Regions from separate parts of the Mus musculus genome. Here region 1 is linked to region 2. The links are chromatin contacts, called in public Hi-C maps. All regions are on one chromosome and are shown on one strand. The core of a region is the stretch at or near the end of the contact, and the rest is flanking DNA. Distances in the headings are between cores, read along the strand shown. Region 1 overlaps Tpcn1 (two pore channel 1). Region 2 holds the start of Sdsl (serine dehydratase-like).

The links. Hi-C and Micro-C count contacts between places; a contact is called where the count stands out from the background.
Region 1: a Hi-C map of liver shows a contact between it and region 2, with 1.8 times the contacts expected there. The contact joins the enhancer-like site here to the promoter of Sdsl in region 2. A contact is called at or near these places in 1 of 484 Hi-C or Micro-C datasets (liver), 2 of 115 datasets of contacts at active chromatin or transcription factors (both in embryonic stem cells) and 3 of 9 other capture datasets (adipose tissue, liver and pancreatic islet).

The regions. Positions count from the first base shown.
Region 1 is chr5:120,564,712-120,569,602 of GRCm38.p6, reverse strand. All of the region lies in intron 2 of Tpcn1 (two pore channel 1), which reads left to right. Among named protein-coding and RNA genes, the nearest start is that of Tpcn1, 21 kb to the left of the region's middle. Within about 2 kb of position 2,197, at least 174 of the 459 cell types and tissues checked have an H3K27ac peak or open chromatin away from gene starts, as enhancers often do. A contact at or near this core is called in adipose tissue, liver and pancreatic islet, where this site is marked.
Region 2 is chr5:120,469,542-120,474,410 of GRCm38.p6, reverse strand. It overlaps Sdsl (serine dehydratase-like), which reads left to right and starts at 1,586. Exons shown (of 9, transcript NM_001384254.1): 1 at 1,586-1,685.

The DNA.
Region 1 (4,891 bases), core at 948-3,447, 95 kb before region 2:
CTGAGCATTTTGCTAGGCGAGTGCTAGGATAACAAGGGGTAAGTGGTGGGCATAGAGACCCACTTTGGGAGAGCAGGTGTTAACAGGTCCAAGCTGGGCCTCAAAATTCATGGCCTGAAGAAAGTGATATCATGTATGGATTAGCTAACCACTGGGGTAGCAGGACCAGACAACTTTATGCACAGAATAGTGTTGGGGGGCGGGGTGGGGGGACGTTGTGACTGTGGTTGGTCTCTGATGCAGGCGTGCCATGGCAGAAATGGACCTCGTAGCTTGCCTGGGTAGAGTGAGCATAGATAGGCTTGAAGAAGATGGGCCTCGTGGCTGTGTGTCCTCAGGTGGCTCACTGCTGAGTGGGGAGAGCCTTCCTTGGAAGCCAGCAGCCCAAGTCCATATCTGTCAATGGGCCTGTGCACTGGCCTCTCATCCTACAACCTTGGGCTGTCAGAAGCAGCAGAGAAGAGATAAGAACGCAGCAGCAGAGTCCAGCTCCTGAGGGGGGTCAAGGTATGGCCCCTAGGGGCTCTGCTCCTCCAGTGGCCAGCTTCACTGTTGTCAGTCCCCTGCCTCAGCCTTACCTATTCTCTGTGACTCTCTAAGCTTCTGGATTTTGGAATGTGGCTTTCCAAATATGCCTTGTGCGATGCCAACTTATGCTTCTTGCCTGGGCTTCCCACTCTCTGCTCCCCTTCCCCAGTTCTAGAACACACTGCTTGTCTGTTTTCCAAGTACTAGGGTTATAAGACATGTCTAGTGCCTCCTCTTGTGTGTTTTTTTTTGGGGGGGTGCACACAGCAGACAGTTTCACCTACAACATCAGTGATACTGTTGGTCTCCTTCCCCTGTGTCCCCTCCCTGCCCGCACCACCCCCCTTCCAGACTCCCGAGGCCAGCTGTTTCTCTCCTGCTCCCTCCTGCCTTCCCTTTTAAGTTTACTGCTTTCAGCCTTCTGGCCCTTTGCCTGCCAAGTCCTAGGAAGGCAAGCCGCACCAATGAATCCCTTTAGATTTGGCCGTTCAATCCCAGTCAGGTGGTTGAAGACAGTTAGAGGTGGTACGATGCTTTATCCTGACCGCTTCCGAGCCAGAATTTCTTCTATAACAGAGCTTGCCCCATGCAGTCGTCCTACAGAGCCTTCTGTTGCTCCTTGGGCCCAAGTAAGCTTTTGGCAGGACTGGCATTGAGTTGGTGCCAGCCATTGAACTAGAGAGGACCCTGGGCCCTAGAGGCCACCCTGTGTGCCTGGATATGCCTTCAGTAGACACGCTGATACCAGGGATCTACTCTCCACCCCGTCTCCCAACCAGTTACCAGAAAGCAGAGGTTTGGAAGAGGGCAGCGTGCCTCCTGACTTCTTATTCTGCCGGGTTTCTATCTGGGAGTCCTCAAAGTGCCATCCGCCCAGGAGCATCGAAGCGCCATGGCCCCTGTGAACGCCCCAGCAGTGCTCTCTGCTTTATCCCCACCCCCTCTCTCCTCCTCCAGCTTCACCCATGGAGTGGGACTTCTCAGTGACAACTGGCAAGCAGTTTCGCGGCTGCTCATTGTCATTCTGGTGGGCTCTGGTTTCCAGCGGGCTCCGAGTGCTTTCTGGGTATTTGCATTTATTGCTGCTGTGCCCGGAGCACAGCTGGCACAGGTCCCAGCGCAGAGTGGAGAAACTGAGGCTCCGAGGAAGAGGTTTACTGTGTGGCAGGGGCATTTTGCCATCAAAGAGGGACAGGCATTCCTGGTGTGCCTTTAAAGAGTGTGGGAGGCCCGAGGGCAGTTTGGAAGGAAAGTGCCGTGGACTTCCAGTTCTTGTCTCATGGATCAGGCCAAGTCATTCGTTGCTACCTTTTGGATCAGAGCTCCTACCAGGGCAGCTCTCAGGCTTTTTACCCAAAGCTGCCTCTCCAGGCCTCAAGGCCAACGGGGGCTGGCCTGCCCTGCTGGACGTGTGGAGGCAGAGCCGCCCCTCTCCTGCCCACCCTCTCCCTCTCCTCCCTCCCTCCTCGCCTCTCTTCCTCTGCTTTATGGCTGGCATATGGAAGCCATTTCTATTTATCCACAACACCAGGATGCTGCCTCTTGCTGTGCTCCAGCGAGCGGAATCCTCGGATTCCCCGCAGGGCCATTTCAGAGGCTGCATGCGAAGCAGCCAGCTGTTTGCAGGGAGCGCCTGGGCCCGTTACATCAGCGTTAGAGGCGGCATGGCCATCTGTGCACGCGGGTCATCCTGGGCTGTCTGAGTCTCAGGGTTGGAGGCGGTGCGTGTTCCGCCCAAGTCTGGGCGGTTTTTTTCTGGCCTATTGCTTTCCAGTCCCTGTCTCTCCGTTCTCCCATAACGTTGTGTTCATGTCTCTGTGCCCATGGCCAGGGCTTAGGGATGGGGTTCCCAGGACAGGGACAACACAAGTCTTTAGTGGTCAAGGTCTTCGTGTCTGCTCAGCCTGATTTTGAAGAGCCCTGCCCGGGGCACCGACAGAGCTGAACACCCTTTGTACCTCTAGGGAACTTTCCCCAGGCTCAGGGTGTCACCTTCCTGGTGGCTGAGTGCCCTGTCCCAGCCACCCAGTCACCTTCTCTGGTTTGTTCCAAACTGTGGGTGCCAGAGAAGGGAATCTGCTTCCACTGCCCATGAAGGTCGGTCCCTGCATCCCTGTGAATTTCTAGCTGACTCCCAGACAAGTGGAAATTCAGAGGCCAAAGGCAGCTGCTCTCCTGAGGAGTCCGAGGAAAGCTAGCCCTAGGACCGTTTCCTGATGATGTCATCCTGGCCTCTCCATTGTGGCTCTTGTGGTATGCCTTGCCTCCTGGCAATGCAGGTCATCTGGAACGTTCTTTCAGACGTGCCAAAGTCCCAGGTGCTGATGGGGTCTTTAACGGTCTGAGTTGGACAGGGCCTGTTACAGCAGTCCATGATGAGAAGCTATACTGAGGTGATATTGCGTGAGCCCAGCTCTTTTACCTGAAGACCCGTCACCTATTTCTCATGAGAGGCTCTTCAGGAGGAGACTGGGCAGGTCCTGTCACCAGGGTAGGTGGGTGCCAGTGTCACAAGGGCTGGAACTGTGCAGCCAGGGATTCTGTAGCAGTTTCAGGGAGTCTGGCCTCAGTGGGATCAGGGGGATAGATCATGAACTGTGTGGTGACATACGGAAGAGCCACGGGGCATTCTCCAGTTTACTTCCAATCTGGCCTGTGTTCATCGGAGCCAGGCCGTGGGATCAGTTCCTCACCTGATTTGCCAGCCACATGGTCCACCCTCTGAGCTTTGATACATCCTTTGTGCCCTTCCATGGGGTTCTTAATTATCCTTTCCCTGTGGAACACTGCCAAGCCCCTGAGCACAGCTCACACAAGGGACAATAGGCCCTGAGGAGCTGGAAAGACTCCAGCCTCAGAGCTAGGCAGACAAGCAGGCTCAGGCAGGGGGTTGCAGCTTAGACTGCAAGAGGTTTTGGACCCGAAGCCACCAAAACCTCCACATGAAAGAGCTGGGAGGGCCAGTGGCTCCCTGCCCACCACTTATGACCTTTCTGTAATCCCTAAATATCCTAGCCGGCCACCTGCATGGCTGAAGGAGGCTTTTGTGGAATCACCTGTGGCTTCTTTGAAAAGCCCTTCAGTGACCCAGGTTACCCAGAGCCTTTCAGGCCTGTCCTCCCCGCATGAGAGCCACTAACAAGTCCCAGGCCTCGCCAAGGTCTGTGTTGTGTTCTCCACAGTGAAGGGTTAAATGCTCAGATGCGCAGAAGAGGGAGAGGGAGCTCGGCTCCCCTACCCGGGGGAACTGGGGTGTTGGAACCACGTTTTCCCTTTCTGTGCTTTCTGAAAGGTCCGTCCTGGCTCACCTTTGTATAGATCCACCCCTCTGCAACCCTCAATCTTTAAAACAATACAGAGGGACCGTGGCATACCCATTAACACCCCTGGGTGCTGCCTAGTGCGCCCTGGGTAAATGCTGCCGGGTCCTGAGCCTGGCTCCTGGCCACATGTTGTTCTGTGCCCCGTGGGAGTGTGTGATTTTCAGGCAAGATCCCCTACTTCACATCAGTTCTATAGACTTGTTGACTCTTTATATACTGGGCACACACACACACACACACACACACACACACACACACACACACACACACACTCTGTGCTTTGAGGACACAACAGAGACTATATCGAAGGTCCATGGTCCATGTCCCTGTGTCACTGACATTTGGCCACAGTCTGAGCATTCCCGGGACCATGTAGGGGCCAGAGATCATGGGAGTTCACAGCAGAGCCAAGGGCAGTCTCTCCCAAGGCAGCAGGAGGGTGGAAAGCTGAAAGACCGGAGAGAGCGGACTGCTTAAAGGTCCTTCAGGCAGAAGGTTTCAGAATAACGAGGGGCCAGGATATTGATGGAGAAGAGGTAAAAGGGATAAGATGACATGACGAATGGCCTGTTTAACTGGAGTGTGTGTTGAGAGTAAATGCTTACGGTTTCCCAGGGAGGCAGACACTCTATTTCTGAAGCAGAAGACTAATACCAGCTGTCTTAGGTGTGTGTGTGTGTGTGTGTGTGTGTGTGTGTGTGTGTGTTGTGCTGTGCTGTGCGTGTGGGGGTGGGTACACATGCCTGTGCATACGTGGAAAGGCCAGAGGTTGTATTCCAATGTCCTATTTGAGATGTTGAGTCTTTCACTGTACTCAAAACTCACATTGCCAGCTAGACTGGCTAGCCCCCCAGGACCACCTGACTTCCATGTCTCAGTGCTGGTGTTACAGCCCTGCCGCATGCGGCTCTGGGGAGCTTCATGCTTCTGCTCGAACACCTTCCCAACTGAGCTGTCTCCCCCCCCCCCCCCCCGCCCTGCTGTGGTTTTCTTAAGGTGATTATGTGGAACTGGGAGGTTGACATACACACACACACACA
Region 2 (4,869 bases), core at 337-2,836:
GCTGTCCTCAGGGCGGTGTGAGTTTTGTACCCACGGGGGACACTGGACAATCTCTGGAGATGTTTCTCGGGTGTCATCAGAGTGAAGAACATCAATGCTCAGAGACACGCAATTCCAGGGCGGCTGTCCTACAACAGGAAATGAAGCAGCTGCAGAGTTCAACATCTGCATCTGAGGAACCCCGCCAGGTGACAGGAATGACACTCAGTCTTCTCTCCTCCTGGTGCTGGAGCCAGGACTTACCATCAAGGGTACAAAACATGCTTTGTTTTGTTGTTTGTTTGTTTGTCTTGATTTCCAATGTAGGATTTCCTCTGTGTAGCCTTGGCTGTCCTGAAACTTGCTGTGGAGACCAGGCTGGCCTGGAACTCACAGAGAGCCGCCTGCCTCTGCTTCCCGAGTGCTAGGATTAAAGCTGCGCACTACCAAGTCTGGTTTACAAAGCATGTTTTATTTAACTGCTCCCGAAACATACTCCCTTCCAGAGGTGTCACATGAGCATGTTGGCTCCCGATTGTCATCCTAGCACATGAGAGGATGAGGCAGGAGGATTGCAAGTTTGAGAGCAGACTGGGATGCAGAAAGAGACTGTGCCTCTAAAGAGAAAAAAAGTGGCCGGGTGTGGTGACAAACATCCATAAGCCCAGCACTTGGGAGGCACAGACAGGAGGGACAGGAGTTCAAGGTTATCCTCAGCTACCCAGTGGATTTAAAGCCAGCCTTGGATACAGGAGACTCTGTCTTTAAAAAAAAAAAAAGTCTTAAAAAAATGGCTGGCAGGATTGTTTAGTGGGTAAAGACACTTGCTGCCAAGCCTGGTGACTTGAGTTCCATATCAGGGACCCACACATTAGACAGAGAACCGGCTCGCACAAGATTGTCATCTGACTTCTGCAGGTGTGCCAGAGCACACATGAAACCCCCTGACAAATAAATACAAAATATATTATTATGATTATTACTGGGTTTTTCAGGACAGGATTTCTTTCTCTGTGTAGCCCTGACTGTTCTAGAACTCACTCTGTAGACCAGGCTGGCCTCAAACTCAGATCCGCCTGCCTCTGCCTCCCAAGTGCTGGGATTAAAGATGTTCACCACCATTGCCTGACTAAAAACCATTTTTTAAAACATTCTTTTAAAGGGAAAAGAAGCCAGGCGTGGTGGCACATGCCTTTAACCCAACACTCAGGAGGCAGAGGCAGGTGGATCTCTGTGGGTTAGAGGCCCCCTGGTCTACGGAGTGAGTTCCAGGAATGGCTGTTATGTCCAAATCTGTGGCACTGGCTGAGGACCAGGCAACTGTCAAGTTCTTTCCCCTGAGGTCACCTGCTGCAACCCTCACTGGATAGGTGGGGACCTCCCAGAACACTCCTGGGTTTTCCTGGTGGCACTGACTCCCTGACTCCCACCGTGCGTCATTCCCAGGGACAAACAGTCTTTGCTAATGTGTAAAATCAGCCAGCAAGCCAAGGTCAGGACCTGGCAATCGCCGGAGCCTCTCCCTGGGGTTATCACGATCTATGGTGACCCCACAATGGATGTGGGGAGCCGACCAGGTCAAATGCCCTGTGAGACACCGGGCCACGGCTCACTGGCAAGTGAAGACCTTGACAGAAAACCTCACACCCCAAGGGCACATGCAGAAGAGGCCTTCCTGATTCTGTCTCACGTGGCTTCGTTCTTAGGTAAGGTGGGTGCTTAATTTGAGGTGACAAAATTGTCGTTTTATTGTTGTTGTTTCTTTTCTCCTAGGGGTTACAGCAACATATAGAAGTCAGAGCAGCTGGGTGGTAACTTGGGAACCTTCTGTTCCTCCAGCCCAAGCTGCCCCTGAGGGGACCCCTTCTGCCCCTCCACTCCAGAGTTGTTTTCAACTCTGTCACAAACTCTTTCCATTTCTCCAAAGTCCAAGAGGTTTTGTTCTATGAGACAGGATCTCACCATGTAGCCCAGGCTGGCCTTGAATTTCCTTTGTAGCCAAGGATATCCTTATCTTGCTGCCACCTCCCAAGTGCCAGGATTACAGGCATGCAGCACTACACCCAGTGCTTAGCTGTAAGTGAGTTTTAAAGTCTCTTGGGAGGCACACCCGGATTAAATGTCCCTCAGAGCTTGGTCCCTGGTCTCTGAGATGGCTGACCCATCTAGTCACATTAACTTTTTTGCACCTGACTCCTTCCCTTGATCTGGGAATGAGTTGTGTTGGGGAAGTGTCTCTGCAAAGGTTTTAAACTCAAATGCACCCCAAGTTCAGTCAAGGGCTCTTGGGAGGGGGCTGAGTGGCAAGAGACTGAGAGGACGTGGTTACCCCAGGACAGTGGCCTTCCTGAGAGGATGGTATGGCCCAGGGTGGCTGATGGAAATAATGCCCTAAGGTGGGATTCTCTGGTTTCCAGGGGTCGAACTTCTTGGTTAGGGATGGGGAGTCTTTGAACTTGGCCAAGGAGCCATGCTGTGTTGTGTATGGGAAGACCTTGATCCCTGGTGGCTTAACCTGCCTGGATCTTGTTCTTACCTCATGCAAGGAAGGGAATGAGGTGAGGCTTGTGACCGAGGGTGGCTGGCAAGTGTCAGAGGCTCCACCCACCTCAGCAGAAAGGTCCCTTTGTCCTGGGAACAGGGTGAACATCTGGGCCACCCACCTCAGCAGAAAGGTCCCTTTGTCCTGGGGACAGGGTGCACATCTGGGCTGAGGGGGTGGGGTGAAGATTAATGAGCAACCCAGAGGTCTGGACACGGAGGCTGCTTGGTGGCCCGAGGTGTCAGGGACAGGAGTTGGCTGTCTACACCAGCCCCTCCTCTCCCTCATCACAGCCAGCAACTGTGTGACTTTGAGTAGTGGACTTGGACATGTTCGGATCATCAAATGCTTTTTGTCCAGGTAGTTGTACGTTCTGTGGTGGAATGACATCACACTGGCTTTGCCACCTCTGCTGTAGTCTCAGGTGACTTCTTTTACGACCATTGGAGTGACAACGGAGCACCAGCTGCAGCCCCAGTGTCTCACACACATCATCTCTCCCAGGAGAGGGGCCTGTATCTCTCCCTACAGCTAAGCCAAGACACAGAGAGGCTGACTGACTTTCCTAGGGTTGCTTAGCCAGGAAGTGGTGCAGCAGAGCCTGGCTCCAAGATCTGCGTTCTGAATGCTGAGCACATGGCCTCCCCATAGGAGCCCTGTGCCTAGTCTGCTGTTTCATTTCTGTTTTCATTGAAAATTTTAAAATTACATTTGTTTATTATTCTCTGTATGTATGTGCGTGTGTGTGTATGTGTGTGTATGTATCCATATATTCATGTGTGTATGTGTGTGCATATAAGTGTGTTTATATGTATGTGTGTATTTGTATGTATGTGTGTATGTGCGTGCACATGTGTATGTATTTGCATGTATGTGTACATGTATATATATGTGTGTGTATATGTGTATATGTGTGCATGTGTGTTTACATGTGTGTATGTCTGTGTGCATGTGTGTATGTGCATGTATATGTATGTGTGTGTGCATGTATGTGTGTTTATATGTATGTGTGTATTTGTATGTATGTGTACATGTGTACATATGTGTATATGTATATATATGTGTGTGCATGTGTGTTTACATGTGTGTATATCTGTGTGCATGTGTGTATGTGCATGTATGTGTGTGTGTGTGCGCGCGCGCGCGTGCGTAGATCAGAGGTCTTTCTCTAGCATCAATTCTTTCCTTATACCATGTTGGTCCTGGGAACTGAACTCAGGTCATCAGGTTGGTGACACGTATTCATACCTGGCAAACCATCTCAATATATGTGTATATACATGTGTGTTGGGGGAGGGTTTGAGGCAGTCTGGCTATGCAGCAATTCCTGATGTTGAATTCATGGCAATCCTACTGTCTCAGCCTCCGGGGTGCTGAGATTACAGGTGTACCAGCACTTGGCTTGTTCTATTACTTAATCTCTTTTCTTTCTTTTTTTTCTCTCATCAATTTATTTATTCAATTTACAGCCTGATTACAGCCCCCTGCCTCCTCCCCTCCCAGTCCCATCCTCCCACCCCTCCCCAGTCCCCATCCCCTTTTCCTCAAAGAAGAGGAGTTCCCTTGTGGTACCAGTCCACCCTGGCACATCAAGTCACAGTAGGATTAAGTACACCCCCCCCCCCCCGGGGCCAGACAAGGCAGCCCAGCTATGGGAAAGGGATCCAAAGGCAGGCAACAGAGTCAGAGACAGCCTCTACTCTAATTGTTAAGGGACCCACATGAAAAACAAATTGCACATATTTTTTTTTCTTTTAAGAAAGATTTAGTTTGACATGGTGGTGCATGCCTTTAATCCTAGCACTTGGGAGTCTGAGGCAGGAAGATCTCTTTGAGTTCAAGACCAGCCTGATCTACATAGTGAATTCCAAGTCAGCCAGGGTTATATAGGGAGACCCTGCACCCCTCCTATGATGATGATGATGATGATGATGGTTTTTGGAGACTGGGTTTCTCTGTGCAGCCCTGGCTGCCCTGGAACTCTATATAGACTGGGCTGGCCTGGAACTCACTGAGATTTGCTTGCCTCTGTCTCTCAGGTGCTGGGATTAAAGGTGTGCATCACCCCAGCCCAGCTTATTTTATTTTTATTATTTTTTGGTTTTTTGGTTTTTCGAGACAGGGTTTCACCGTGTAGCCCTGGCTGTCCTGGAACTCACTTTGTAGACCAGGCTGGCTACGAACTCAGAGATCCGCCTGCCTCTGCCTCCCGAGTGCATGTGCCACCACGCCCGGCTCAGCTTATTATTTTTAACCATGTGTATGGCATGTATGTTTGTGTGCACGTGAATGCAGGCACCCATGGAGGTATCAGAACCGCTGGAACTGGGATTACAGGCTGTTGCAGG